Linked DNA regions of Mus musculus: region 2 is linked to region 1. Evidence: chromatin contacts called from public ChIA-PET data. All regions are on one chromosome and are shown on one strand. Each heading gives the region's core, a stretch centred on a gene start, on an enhancer-like site or on the middle of the called end of the contact. The rest is flanking DNA. Distances are from core to core; before and after follow the strand shown.

Region 1 (6,717 bases), core at 3,178-5,677:
AGCTTCTCTCCATTTACTTTGATGTTGGCTACTGGTTTGCTGTAGATTGCTTTTATCATGTTTAGGTATGGGCCTTGAATTCCTGATCTTTCCAAAACTTTTATCATGAATGGGTGTTGGATCTTGTCAAATGCTTTTTCTGCATCTAAGGAGATGATCATGTGGTTTTTGTCTTTGAGTTTGTTTATATAATGGATTACATTGATGGATTTTCGTATATTAAACCATCCCTGCATCCCTGGAATAAAACCTACTTGGTCAGGATGGATGATTGCTTTAATGTGTTCTTGGATTCGGTTAGCGAGAATTTTATTGAGGATTTTTGCATCGATATTCATAAGAGAAATTGGTCTGAAGTTCTCTATCTTTGTTGGATCTTTCTGTGGTTTAGGTATCAGAGTAATAGTGGCTTCATAAAATGAGTTGGGTAGAGTACCTTCTACTTCTATTTTGTGAAATAGTTTGTGCAGAATTGGAATTAGATCTTCTTTGAAGGTCTGATAGAACTCTGCACTAAACCCATCTGGTCCTGGGCTTTTTTTGGTTGGGAGACTATTAATAACTGCTTCTATTTCTTTAGGTGATATGGGACTGTTTAGATGGTCAACTTGATCCTGATTCAACTTTGGTACCTGGTATCTGTCCAGAAATTTGTTCATTTCGTCCAGGTTTTCCAGTTTTGTTGAGTATAGCCTTTTGTAGAAGGATCTGATGGTGTTTTGGATTTCGTCAGGATCTGTTGTTATGTCTCCCTTTTCATTTCTGATTTTGTTAATTAGGATTTTGTCCCTGTGCCCTTTAGTGAGTCTAGCTAAGGGTTTATCTATCTTGTTGATTTTCTCAAAGAACCAACTCCTCGTTTGGTTAATTCTTTGAATAGTTCTTTTTGTTTCCACTTGGTTGATTTCACCCCTGAGTTTGATTATTTCCTGCCGTCTACTCCTCTTGGGTGAATTTGCTTCCTTTTTTTCTAGGGCTTTTAGATGTGTTGTCAGGCTGCTAGTATGTGCTGTCTCCCGTTTCTTCTTGGAGGCACTCAGAGCTATGAGTTTCCCTCTTAGAAATGCTTTCATTGTGTCCCATAGGTTTGGGTACGTTGTGGCTTCATTTTCATTAAACTCTAAAAAGTCTTTAATTTCTTTCTTTATTCCTTCCTTGACCAAGGTATCATTGAGAAGAGTGTTATTCAGTTTCCACGTGAATGTTGGCTTTCCATTATTTATGTTGTTATTGAAGATCAGTCTTAGGCCATGGTGGTCTGATAGGATACATGGGACAATTTCAATATTTTTGTATCTATTGAGGCCTGTTTTGTGACCAATTATATGGTCAATTTTGGAGAAGGTCCCGTGAGGTGCTGAGAAGAAGGTATATCCTTTTGTTTTAGGATAAAATGTTCTGTAGATATCTGTCAGGTCCATTTGTTTCATAACTTCTGTTAGTTTCACTGTGTCCCTGTTTAGTTTCTGTTTCCACGATCTGTCCTTTGAAGAAAGTGGTGTGTTGAAGTCTCCCACTATTATTGTGTGAGGTGCAATGTATGCTTTGAGCTTTACTAAAGTGTCTCTGATGAATGTGGCTGCCCTTGCATTTGGTGCGTAGATATTCAGAATTGAGAGTTCCTGTTGGAGGATTTTACCTTTGATGAGTATGAAGTGTCCCTCCTTGTCTTTTTTGATAACTTTGGGTTGGAAGTCGATTTTATCCGATATTAAAATGGCTACTCCAGCTTGTTTCTTCAGTCCATTTGCTTGGAAAATTGTTTTCCAGCCTTTCACTCTGAGGTAGTGTCTGTCTTTTTCCCTGAGATGGGTTTCCTGTAAGCAGCAGAATGTTGGGTCCTGTTTGTGTAGCCAGTCTGTTAGTCTATGTCTTTTTATTGGGGAATTGAGACCATTGATATTAAGAGATATTAAGGAAAAGTAATTGTTGCTCCCTTTTATTTTTGTTGTTAGAGTTGGCATTCTGTTCTTGTGGCTGTCTTCTTTTTGGTTTGTTGAGGGATTACTTTCTTGGTTGTTCTAGGGCGTGATTTCCGTCCTTGTATTGCTTCTTTTCTGTTATTATCCTTTGAAGGGCTGGATTTGTGGAAAGATATTGTGTGAATTTGGTTTTGTCATGGAATACTTTGGTTTCTCCATCTATGGTAATTGAGAGTTTGGCCGGGTATAGTAGCCTGGGCTGGCATTTGTGTTCTCTTAGTGTCTGTATAACATCTGTCCAGGCTCTTCTGGCTTTCATAGTCTCTGGTGAAAAGTCTGGTGTTATTCTGATAGGCCTTCCTTTATATGTTACTTGACCTTTCTCCCTTACTGCTTTTAATATTCTATCTTTATTTAGTGCATTTGTTGTTCTGATTATTATGTGTCGGGAGGAATTTCTTTTCTGGTCCAGTCTATTTGGAGTTCTGTAGGCTTCTTGTATGATCATGGGCATCTCTTTTTTTATGTTTGGGAAGTTTTCTTCTATTATTTTGTTGAAGATATTAGCTGGCCCTTTAAGTTGAAAATCTTCATTCTCATCAATTCCTATTATCCGTAGGTTTGGTCTTCTCATTGTGTCCTGGATTACCTGGATGTTTTGAGTTAGGATCCTTTTGCATTTTGTATTTTCTTTGACTGTTGTGTCGATGTTCTCTATGGAATCTTCTGCACCTGAGATTCTCTCTTCCATTTCTTGTATTCTGTTGCTGATGCTCGCATCTATGGTTCCAGATCTCTTTCCTAGGGTTTCTATCTCCAGCGTTGCCTCGCTTTGGGTTTTCTTTATTGTGTCTACTTCCCCTTTTAGTTCTAGTATGGTTTTGTTCATTTCCATCACCTGTTTGGATGTGTTTTCCTGTTTTTCTTTAATGATTTCTACCTGTTTGGCTGTGTTTTCCTGCTTTTCTTTAAGGGCCTGTAACTCTTTAGCAGTGCTCTCCTGTAATTCTTTAAGTGACTTATGAAAGTCCTTCTTGATGTCCTCTATCATCATCATGAGAAATGTTTTTAAATCTGGATCTAGATTTTCGGTTGTGTTGGGGTGCCCAGGACTAGGTGGGGTGGGAGTGCTGCGTTCTGATGATGGTGAGTGGTCTTGATTTCTGTTAGTAGGATTCTTACGTTTGCCTTTCGCCATCTGGTAATCTCTGAAGCTAGCTGTTTTAGTTGTCACTGTTAAGAGCTTGTTCTTCAGGTGACTCTGTTAGCCTCTATGAGCAGACCTGGAGGGTAGCACTCTCCTTAGTTTCAGTGGGCAGAGTATTCTCTGCAGGCAAGCTCTCTTCTTGCAAGGCAGGTACCCAGATATCTGGTGTTCGAACCAGACTCCTGGCAGAAGTTGTGTTCCACTCACTAGAGGTCTTAGGATCACGTGTGGAATCCTGTGTGGGCCCTTGCGACTCAGCTGGCAAGGTAGCCCGGGGCTCGAGTCGAGTGGAAGGGACTTGTGCCCCAGATCAGGCCCGGGTAGCCTGCTTCCCTATGTACCGCAGTCTCAAGTTCCGCGCGATTGGATTGGGGCAGGCGCTGTGTTCCACTCGCCAGAGGTCTTAGGGTCCCGTGGGGAGTCCCGTGTGGGCCCTTGCGGGCGTTGGGCAAGACTCTGCTGGCAAGGAAGCCCGGGGCTCGAGTCTCGAGTCGAGCGGAAGGGACTTGTGCCCCAGATCAAGCCAGGGTAGCCTGCTTCCCTATGTACCGCAGTCTCAAGTTCCGCGCGATTGGATTGGGGCAGGCGCTGTGTTCCACTCGCCAGAGGTCTTAGGGTCCCGTGGGGAGTCCCGTGTGGGCCCTTGCGGGTGTTGGGCAAGACTCTGCTGGCAAGGAAGCCCGGGGCTCGAGTCGAGCGGAAGGGACTTGTGCCCCAGATCAGGCCCGGGTCGGCATAAAGTTTTTAAAACTAATCTATTATATCCATGCATATGGAGAAAGCATTTTTGTGCCAGTGGTACACAGAACACGGCAATTTCAAAAGCAAAATTCAATTAACAGTAGTGCACTGATGAGACTGACAGATGACTGTCAGGAAAGAGCAGCTGATAAGGATCCTAGTGAGGGTAGTGGGGGGTGGGGAGGGGCTAGCAATGAGCTGCGCACTGGGGAGGAGTGTGATGTCCAGCAATGCTGTCAGCAGGGCTGTCCCCAGATGTCCACTATCTTCACTGGCAAAGCAGGAAACTTCGGTTAGAGGATGAGGGTTTCTGAAGGGAGGGAGAGAGGAGGAAGCAGAGGGCGGGTGCTGGGTCATTATCAGCATCTCTGCTTCTCTTACTAGTCTGTATACAGGGCTTGATTCTAAGGTACTTCTTCCTTTACTTTTTTCTTTCTTTTTTTTTTTCCTGCTCCATATCTTACAGTTCCAACCACAGAGCCACCAGAGGGCATAGGCTCGTGGTTGTTTATTTAGGTTTATGATACGGTTCTTCTTTCACAAGCCCCGAGGAAAAGCTCTGAGATACGAGCAGTGCATAAGCAGGATGTTGAGGTCTGGTACTTCCGGAACAGTGAGATACATCATTTCCTAACCACAGGTTTACAAACATGCAGGGCTTTGTGCAACCAGGAAAGCAAATGAGCTGCTTCCAGGGTCTCTCATTTACCGTTCTTCCTGTTGTATCCTTACTTCCTCAACATCTGCATTTTCTAACACACCAGGGTGAAGCCTGCAGCGTAACCCTCTATGTTTGCCTGCTGCAGGGGCCATGGTTTAAGTCACTATTGATGTCCTCTTCAGAAAAGACACACCCTTTCATATGAAATGCAAAGCCCTGTATAGCCTGTCCCAACTGCCTTCCTAGCTCTCAATGCTTTTTCTATAGATATTTGTTGTTGTTGTTGTTGTTTCATATTTGTATGTTGGCACTTGTACCCTCCTCCCTGGACTTCATTATTGTAGTACAGCTCTATTGTTTCAATGTTGTTATAGACAATAGTTATCTCCAACTGGACAAGAGGAGATGTACTGGAAAACATCTTCAGTACACAGGCAGCAGATGTTATCCCATGAATCATTCAAGGCCAATGGGAACACTAGGAAAAGTTCTTGGCTGTGCCTCTCTCAGTTAGTTCAGTCTCGGTCACTATCTGTTGTTAAGTCCTATTTATACCCTGCAAACATCGTGTGTCCTCCTTGGGTCTTCTCTCAGCATGTGATTCTGTCTCAGCTGACATTATGCCCCCAATCAGCCTGCATCCACAGAAGGGGCAGGAAACTGTATCACACCACCAGAAGTTTTTTGGTGCTTTTCTTTCTCTGGAGTCCCAACAAATGGAGTTCAACTGCGCTATATAAGGCAAACCCTAGCAACAGATCCTTTCAATGTGCCATTGTTTGGGGCTGTAAGTTTTATATATCAGTTTCCATATACCACATCATTTTTGTTTTAATATTTATCTATTTTTGCTTCAAAAAACAATATTGGTTTGTTTTTTCATCAAACTTGTCTTACCTTCTTTCCTTTCTTCTTTTATTCCTTTCATCTCCCTCCCTCCCTCCCCCTCTCTCCCTTCTTTCCTTCCTTCTATTTATTGAAACAAGATTTCATGTAGCCCACAATGGCCTAAAATTTGCTATAAAACCCAAGATGACCTTGAACTCCTGATTCTTCTATCTCCAACTGCAATAGAATTATAGACTTTACTTAATATTTTTAATACCTACTGCAGTAGCCCCATTTCTTCTGCTTAATGAAATCATTGACCTACTGCTTTTGAAGCAAGTTCTTTTATGTAATAAATCCAAATTTTCAAAATGGAGGCTTTTAAAATCACAACTTGTGGGTGCACCTGTCTCCCACTGCTGGGAATCTCATGCCCAACCCTGTTATATGGTTCCCGTCCTGCGCAGGACCACCGCTTTAGTTTTCCCTTCCACGCTAGTAGAGACAGGCTATTGATTCCTGCAAGAGGCTTACCACGGGGAGATAAAAATGGATGTCCTTGGAGAAAGGAATGCATATAACTAGTGGTTCATCTACTCACCACCTTTACTTCAATTTCAAGTCTATGACATTGAAATAGCATCAGGGCTTCACAGGTCATTTTGATCCCAGCAATGGAGAAGAAGCTGAGCTCAGTCAACCCTGAGGGAGATGCAGAGCTGCTTGCTGGAGTCTCACATGTTCTCAAGGGAAGAGCTTGACATTTTCTTACTTAACCCTACATTTTATTTCTAGCTCCTATGTTTCACAAAACCCTCAGTGTATGTGCATTTTTAAAGTATCTGTACATAGAGGTGGTTCTAAAAAAATAAAACTAACTAAAAATATCATGTTATTAGACTCAAGTGTAGCTCAGTGGTAAAATGCATGCTTAGAAAGGAAAGACTGGATTTGATCACTAGAACTGTAAAACAACTCCCCTAGCACCCCTCTCCACATACCACACTCACACACACACACACACACATACACACAAACCCACAGGCTCTTTCATGAGAACAAAAGAACAAAAATGCTAAAGAATTTTACATAAACACTACATTTAATATATATTCAAAATTTAACTTTCATTCAAGGTTTTCTCAAGTCGAATATTCCTTAACTCAAAAGAAAAGGACTTTCAAGGTATTTCCAGACCCAAAAGTCTATAGAATGACTTTTAAAATTTTACCAATGTTTGCGTTTGCTGCTAAGGGGACAATTAGTTTATACAAACCAAGATGAATAATGTAAAAGTTTGTTTTGATTTTGAATGAATTACAGTTTCAGTAAAAACTGGCAATGGGTTGCTTATGATA
Region 2 (6,673 bases), core at 1,186-3,685, 300 kb after region 1:
AAGAAGAAGAAGAAGAAGAAAAGATGACAAGGGAGCTGTTGTCTTTAAGCTCTGTCCACAAGATTGTATGACTTATTCTTCTACAAAACTGTTGCTAGAATCAGGTTTGTCCAGCTTCCTGCCCTTGAACCATGCAAGAGACGGGAACTAGCAGGAGAGTGCAAGTCTATCCAAAGCTGGCACTGAAGGAGACAAGCAAGTCCACCTCAGACCTCTGCTCAGGGAGTTTCAAGGTACAAAGAGCTTCAGTGAGAGAGGAAAACGGAATTATAGAAAAACGAGACGTAGGAGGTCTACATACTGGGCGAGGTCTCCCTCATCCAGTGGTGAGCCTCCTTCTTTGGACAGAGCCTCACAGTGGACCTTCGTGACTTGCAGCTGGACTCCCAGACAGAAGGAAGAGCAAACCTGGAAGGCAAGGGAGGACAGGCAGACAAGAGGCAGCTGCAAATGAATCCCTGCCTCATAACTGGGGTCATTGTTTCAGGGGAAGATGGCAAGTGCTTTTTTTAAAAACTTGGAAACAATATTTTTCTTTCATAGTTATATATCTTACTGAGGTGGTTGGACTGTTATCAGGACCTAATTTTTTTTCAGTTTGTGTGTGTGTGTGTGTGTGTGTGTGTGTGTGTCTGTCTGTCTGTCTCTCTCTGTCTGTCTATCTGTCTGTCTCTCTGTCTGTCTGTCTGTCTGTCTCTCTCTCTCTCTGTGTCTGTCTGTCTGTCTCTCTCTCTCTCTCTCTGTGTGTATGTGTGTGTGTGTGTGTGTGTGTGTGTGTGTGTGCCCATTGGTGTTTTGCTGTATGTATGTCTGTGTGAGGATGTCAGGTCTCCTGGGAACAGCAGCTCAGGGCCTAATTTCTGAGATACAGGTGCTTTGAGGCATTGCTGAGTGCTGGTGTAGCTAAGAAGCTGGGGAAGCATTGTCGATGTCAGGGTGCTGCCTTCCTGAAGTGCAGTCCTGTGGCAAACTGCTTATTTTGAGCTGAGAGCAAACTGACAAGAACCAGAGAGCAGAAACACTCTCTGTATTTCATTTTGCTGAAAGTTGTAGACACATCCATCCTGATGACCAGAAATAGCAAATATTAATCTTTACAGGCATTAGGTCCTTTTTATCTGATAGCCAGACATGTACACACAAAACTTACAAGGAAAACAATTCTTACCATCCATTCTTCCCTATATTTTTACCATCCTACAATTTGCTATTCCCGGAAGTTCAGCTTCCCTATAAGCTTCTCATTGGCTGTCAGCTCTTGTACCACATTCCTTCTAACCCCACGGAGAGCTCCCTGGTGCCTGTGTGTGTTAGCAGAGCTCCTATGCATCAACTTGCTTCCTTTTCCTGCTGATCTAACACATACCCGAGCCAGCTGACCTAGTAGGACTGATACTTTGTCCCTCCCCTGTAAAGACAATTAATGTATTTTTCTTATTGATTGCATTGATTCTTTGTACAAGAGAAATCAAGATGGGAGAGACAGGGAGGATAGCTGCTACCTCCACAGAGGAGTCCAGAGTCAGTTGGGTGGCAGTATTCTCTCTCTGTCTCTCTCTGTCTGTCTCTGTCTCTCTCTCTCTCTTGTCACTTTGTCTGTCTGTCTGTCACTCTCTGTCTCTGTGTGTGTATATCTCTGTCTCTCTCTGTGTCTCTCTGTGTCTCTCTGTCTCTGTGTGTGTATGTCTCTGTCTCTCTCTGTCTCTGTCTCTCTGTCTCTCCCTCTTGTCTCTTTGTCTCTCTGTCTGTCTGTCTCTCTCTCTATCTCTGTGTGTGTCTCTGTCTCTGTCTCTCTGTCTATCTCTGTCTCTGTGTGTATGTCTCTGTCTCTGTGTCTGTCTCTCTCTGTCTGTCTCTCGGTCTCGCTCTCTCTCTCTCTCTCTCTCTCTGTGTGTGTGTGTGTGTGTGTGTGTGTGTGTGTGTGTGTGTGTGTGTGTGTCTCATCTTTAGTTTTCAACAAGCAGTCCTCAGAACACAGGGCTCTCAGCAGATGTGGATGATAGTCACCCACAGAAGGGATGTCTCCAGGAAGAGAGACATGCTTTCTTGCCTTTCTGCTCTCAGTTGGTCCACCCTGGCCCCATCTCCCTGTGTGTGAAGGGATTTACGGTGTTTGCAGGAAGCTGCAGACCAGTTCTAACATCCATTTTCATATCCTCTCCCCAGTATTCCAGCATCAGTGGGGACAGGCTCATCCACCGAGGTCCATGTTTGTACCAACCGTTTCCCGGCTGAGTTTTGCCTGCTCAGCCTGCGATACGCATAGCCATCCACCTCCTCCTCCTCCCACTCACTGAACTGCACCTCGCATGTAGCTTTAGGACTTACTCAAGCAACACTACTTCAGTTTCCTGTCCAAACTTAGCGTCAAGTTGGATGCACCTCAGTGGTAACAGAAGCTCTGCTTTGAACTGTTTATGCCTAGAACTTTCCGTTCGATCCTTTCAGAGCACAGTTTACTGAAACAACAGGAAGTCAGCCACCCATCCTTAGCTACTGCACCATCTCTGGCTGTGCTCCCCAAACCATGGAGGAGACGTAAGGTTGAAGGTAATATAATCTTAACATGGTGGCTCCAACAAGCTTTATCTGTGTAACAGAAGAAATCTGACCATATGTATTTGCTGTGTTGGGCCCATACCTCCACAGCACGATTAGTGTCTGTGAGTCTCAGCCTTTTCTCCGTATAGACATAAACTATGTGCATATTGCATTACCTCAGGACCACAAAGCAAATGCTGCCATTCAAGTTATCAAGTTTGTATTCTGAGTAGAAAAAAGGAGGACTAGCAATCCTAGTTACGTTCTGTGAGCTAGATGCAATGCCCAGTGACTATCTCTTGTCTGTAGGTGGCTATGAGGTGAGATCTGGGTAAGCCAAACATAGTTTCTGATGTACAAACCGAACTGGGTAAGTACGTGAACACTTAGTGCAATGCGAAGGAATTTCAGAATCTGGAAATGAACCCGTGAGTGGCGGTCGACATGAGAATACAGCACAGTCTGGTTGGGATTCACTGGGTTCCTGCTGGTGGTGATTCCCCAGGACCATAGACCATGTGCCTGGGTACCTGCTGTCCTGTGGTTTGCTTTCAAACTTCCTGGGTTCCTGTCCAGAAAAGTCCAATTGGTTTGAAGAAGCAGGGGTACAGGAAGCTGTGGTTCATTTGGTTTCCTGTTACCCCACAAACAGCCTACAGGTCTGCTGTCACAGCTTCTTCTCGGTGTCCAGCCTGAGGTCTCCAGGGTTTCCCTCCTCCATCCCTTTGGGGAGAGACTTTGGCTGTGTTGGCTTTGGTAACTCAGACAGTTGCCTGTGGAAAGGACTTGGCTTTCCTGGAAAGAGCTGTCCCCCTTCCTGCTCTGCTGCCACCCCCACCCCATCCCCAACTTATCCCCCACCCCACCTCATCCCCACCCCACCCCACTCCCACCCTTATCCCTTACCCGCCCACACACCTTTCCCCCACCCTCGCCCCTACCCCATTCCCATCTGCACAACTCAGTTCTCAGTGGGCAAAGATTCTGAAGCAGCCAGAGCGGAGGGAGGAGCAGAGAAGAGGGGCTTCAGCCTCGACCTTTGTCCTGATTGCTTCTCACAGTACCTGGGATTTAATCACAGGTTTGAGCAGGCAAAAAGACCTGCTCACCATACTGTCACATTCCCAGGCTAGCCCTAACTGAGCAGAGTTAGGAGTAAGAAGACTCTCTTACTGTGTCAAAATTGCCAGGCTCTTTGGATTTCCAGAGGCAGCCAAGAAAGCGAAGGAAGCTCTCCTTTTACCTGTGTTTGCATCCTCTGCCCAGTTGGAACAGAACGCCACTTCACATAGGAGCAAATCTTCCAAGCTGACTTCTAGAGAGGCGCCGTGAAACCCCACACACTTTAGCTTACAGTCCGAGAACAGAAATGGGAAATCGCTCCACGTCTCCAAGCCTGGAGAACTGGCCCGTATGCGGTTGTTTTGTAACACTCCCGATGCCCTGAATAGGTTATCTACCGCTCAGGAGTGAATTGACCACGAGATACCACAGGGGACGGGAGAAGGGCACCTCCGGGCCTTTTAGCTTATCCCTGACCCCAAGAAGAGCCTGGCCAGCGTCACATAAAGGACCCTTTGGTTATACAGCGAACAGAACTGTACCATTTAGAGAGTACTGTGCATTCACTGTAAAAATGTTTTATAGAAAGAAAAGAGTGCCAAAAAATATTAAAAAGTCATCCATCTGCAGTCGCCTCCAGCCCTGACAGAGGCCATCACCCCACCTCCCACTTCTGTGTTCTCAGCCTTTCTGGACTGGGGTGAGAACCACCTAGCATGTGAATTCTGCTTTTCAGCACAGCAGACCCTTTTAATATCATATTGTCGTAGAGCATTCTCACTGCCTTCCCTCCCCCGGCCCCTCCCAGTTATTATCTCAAGAGCTGAGTACGGGATCGTTTTTTCTTCCAGCATGTTGCTGTTGCCTGGGCCTCTCTATCTCCACTCAGGGCTTTCCAGCGGTGTGTCACATCGCCTGCTGTCCACAGCTGGGAACTGGAGCCCAGGCTCTGCACTGCCTTAACTGCCTCCTGTGCTTGCACAGTAAGGTGAGCGATAGCTCCAAAGAAGCTCCAGGGTGGCTCTGCAACTGTCCCTGCAGCTGGAGTCTGGGGTTGTTCAGTGGGGGCTCTGCTGCTCTGTTGATGACTTCTCTGGTCCCTGTATCAGTGTCGGGCCCTGGAGGATTCACACTGTGGCTTCCCTCTCTACCTTAACAACCCTCGTTTAGGCATGCCAGTGAAATAGAACCATACTGTCTTCAAAGAGGAGAACTGGAACTCACCAACATGTGACTTGCCACCCACTTTGCCCCAAGGAGACAGTACCAGCTTAACCTTGGGCCCAAACCCGCCTCCCTTCCTTGCAGTTGTTAAAGTATTTTATCAATGAGATGGGGAGTCGACGGACACAGCAGTATCTGTGGTTTCTGGCAGATATCATTAAAAATGTTTTCTGAAGCTCCTGCCTGTGTTTAAATGGGTTGGCCGAGTGTAGAGCGCTGCTTTTCCTGGTTTTGCGAGTGGTGCGTACATCCTACTGCTGAGATGACTCTATCATCTGTGAGAACGCCTTTCTCTTAGGCACAGACTATCACTTCAGACCCAGTGTTACTACATCAGTCCCCGTAGGCTGTTCAGAGGGGTGGTGCCAGGAAGAGACTGTTACCCTGGCTCTAAAAGTCATCATGAACACATTCTGCTTTCCTAAAGAAATAGTGATGCTTTGGAACACTGAAGAGGGAGAAACAAGAGGGTTCCTGGGGTCACTGGCCAGCATGCTGAGCCTAGTTGGTGAGTACCAGGCCAGCAAGAAAAACAAAAACAAAAAACAACAAAACAAAACAAAACAGTGTGTGTGTGTATACACATGTGCACATGCACACACACACCACTCCACAAACTTGCATGCATATACATACATATGCATGGGAGACTGTACACACCCTCACATACACATACACAGATACATTACAATTCTTATAGAAAAACAAGATGGAAGCCAAGGGCATTCAGGCAAAGTCTATAAAGACTGATGCATCATGTGACAACTATAGTTACCCATCAGAGCCCCAGTCTTGCCTCCTCCCTGTGCCTCCCACTCTTGGATGCTGGCACTGGGGCAAACTAATCCATTCAAATTCCCCAAGAGAGCTGGGCCACCCTTGCCCTGTGGAAGACAAGAACTCAGAACAGAACTCTTTTTTTTTTTAGAACAGAACTCTTGAGTAGGGCCCACCTACCAATGACAGTCTTTGAGTTTGGTGGCCCTTCCTGGTACCATTAGCCCAAGCAAAGGTGGTAGACGTGAGCTAGCAGACATGGTACCCAGGTCTCTCAGAAACAGGCACAACACTCTGAGGCTTTCCCAAGGGACTCAGGGTCTCTGGCAGGACCTGGCCTTGTCTGTCTTCCCCCAACAGAGACTTCCTGGAGGCAACTACATACAGCCTTGAAGGACTGAGCAGGAAGGAGGGTCAGGCCAAGGTCACAGACTCAATAGCATTCAGATGTACAAAACTACAGCATTCAGAGGTACAAGGGTCAGGACTTAAAACATCCTGCCTGATTAGCACAGTATCAGAAGAGCCTCATAGACAGTGAGGGACGAGGGAACAAAGATGAGAGATAAAACAGAAACATTGCTTCAGACATAATTAATAATATCTACCACTGTAATGAGTTTAAAATGCCAGGATCCTGGCATGGGCCCTCTATAGGCCACAAGTACCCCTGTCACTGAGGTTTAAGAACATGTAGCAAAAGACAGCACTGGGATGGGCCTGGTATGCACACCTATCAACCCACCACCCTGAGGCCGAGGAAGAATTGCAAGCTCAAGGCTGTATAGTGCCAGGCCAACCATGTGTCAACAAAACAAAACAAAACAAAACAAAACAAAACAAAGGGAAAAGACAGGTCTAAACAGGTGGGAGAGGGTATGGACATTTTCAGTACTCCATGGACACACATTTAGATATTTACAATAAAGTCCAAGGGCTATTTATTCAAAGAAATAATGTAGAAATTCAAAGAAATTTTCCATACTCAATAAACAAAAGCCCAGGACTCCTGCCTGACCCTCTGCGTGGGAGTGACACCAGTTCTAATCCCAGCACCCTCGTTAGCAAG

Evidence for each region. ChIA-PET counts read pairs in DNA pulled down with a chosen protein or histone mark.
Region 2: an RNA polymerase II ChIA-PET map of memory CD8 T cells shows a contact between it and region 1, with 15 read pairs. The contact joins two enhancer-like sites. A contact is called at or near these places in 2 of 39 promoter capture datasets (cranial neural crest and pre-B cells), 1 of 115 datasets of contacts at active chromatin or transcription factors (memory CD8 T cells) and 1 of 9 other capture datasets (liver).

The regions. Positions count from the first base shown.
Region 1 is chr3:36,849,779-36,856,495 of GRCm38.p6, forward strand. No RefSeq gene overlaps it. Among named protein-coding and RNA genes, the nearest start is that of 4932438A13Rik, 10 kb to the right of the region's middle. Within about 2 kb of position 4,428, at least 120 of the 459 cell types and tissues checked have an H3K27ac peak or open chromatin away from gene starts, as enhancers often do. A contact at or near this core is called in memory CD8 T cells, where this site is marked.
Region 2 is chr3:37,150,101-37,156,773 of GRCm38.p6, forward strand. No RefSeq gene overlaps it. Among named protein-coding and RNA genes, the nearest start is that of Gm36000, 24 kb to the right of the region's middle. Within about 2 kb of position 2,436, at least 35 of the 459 cell types and tissues checked have an H3K27ac peak or open chromatin away from gene starts, as enhancers often do. A contact at or near this core is called in memory CD8 T cells, where this site is marked.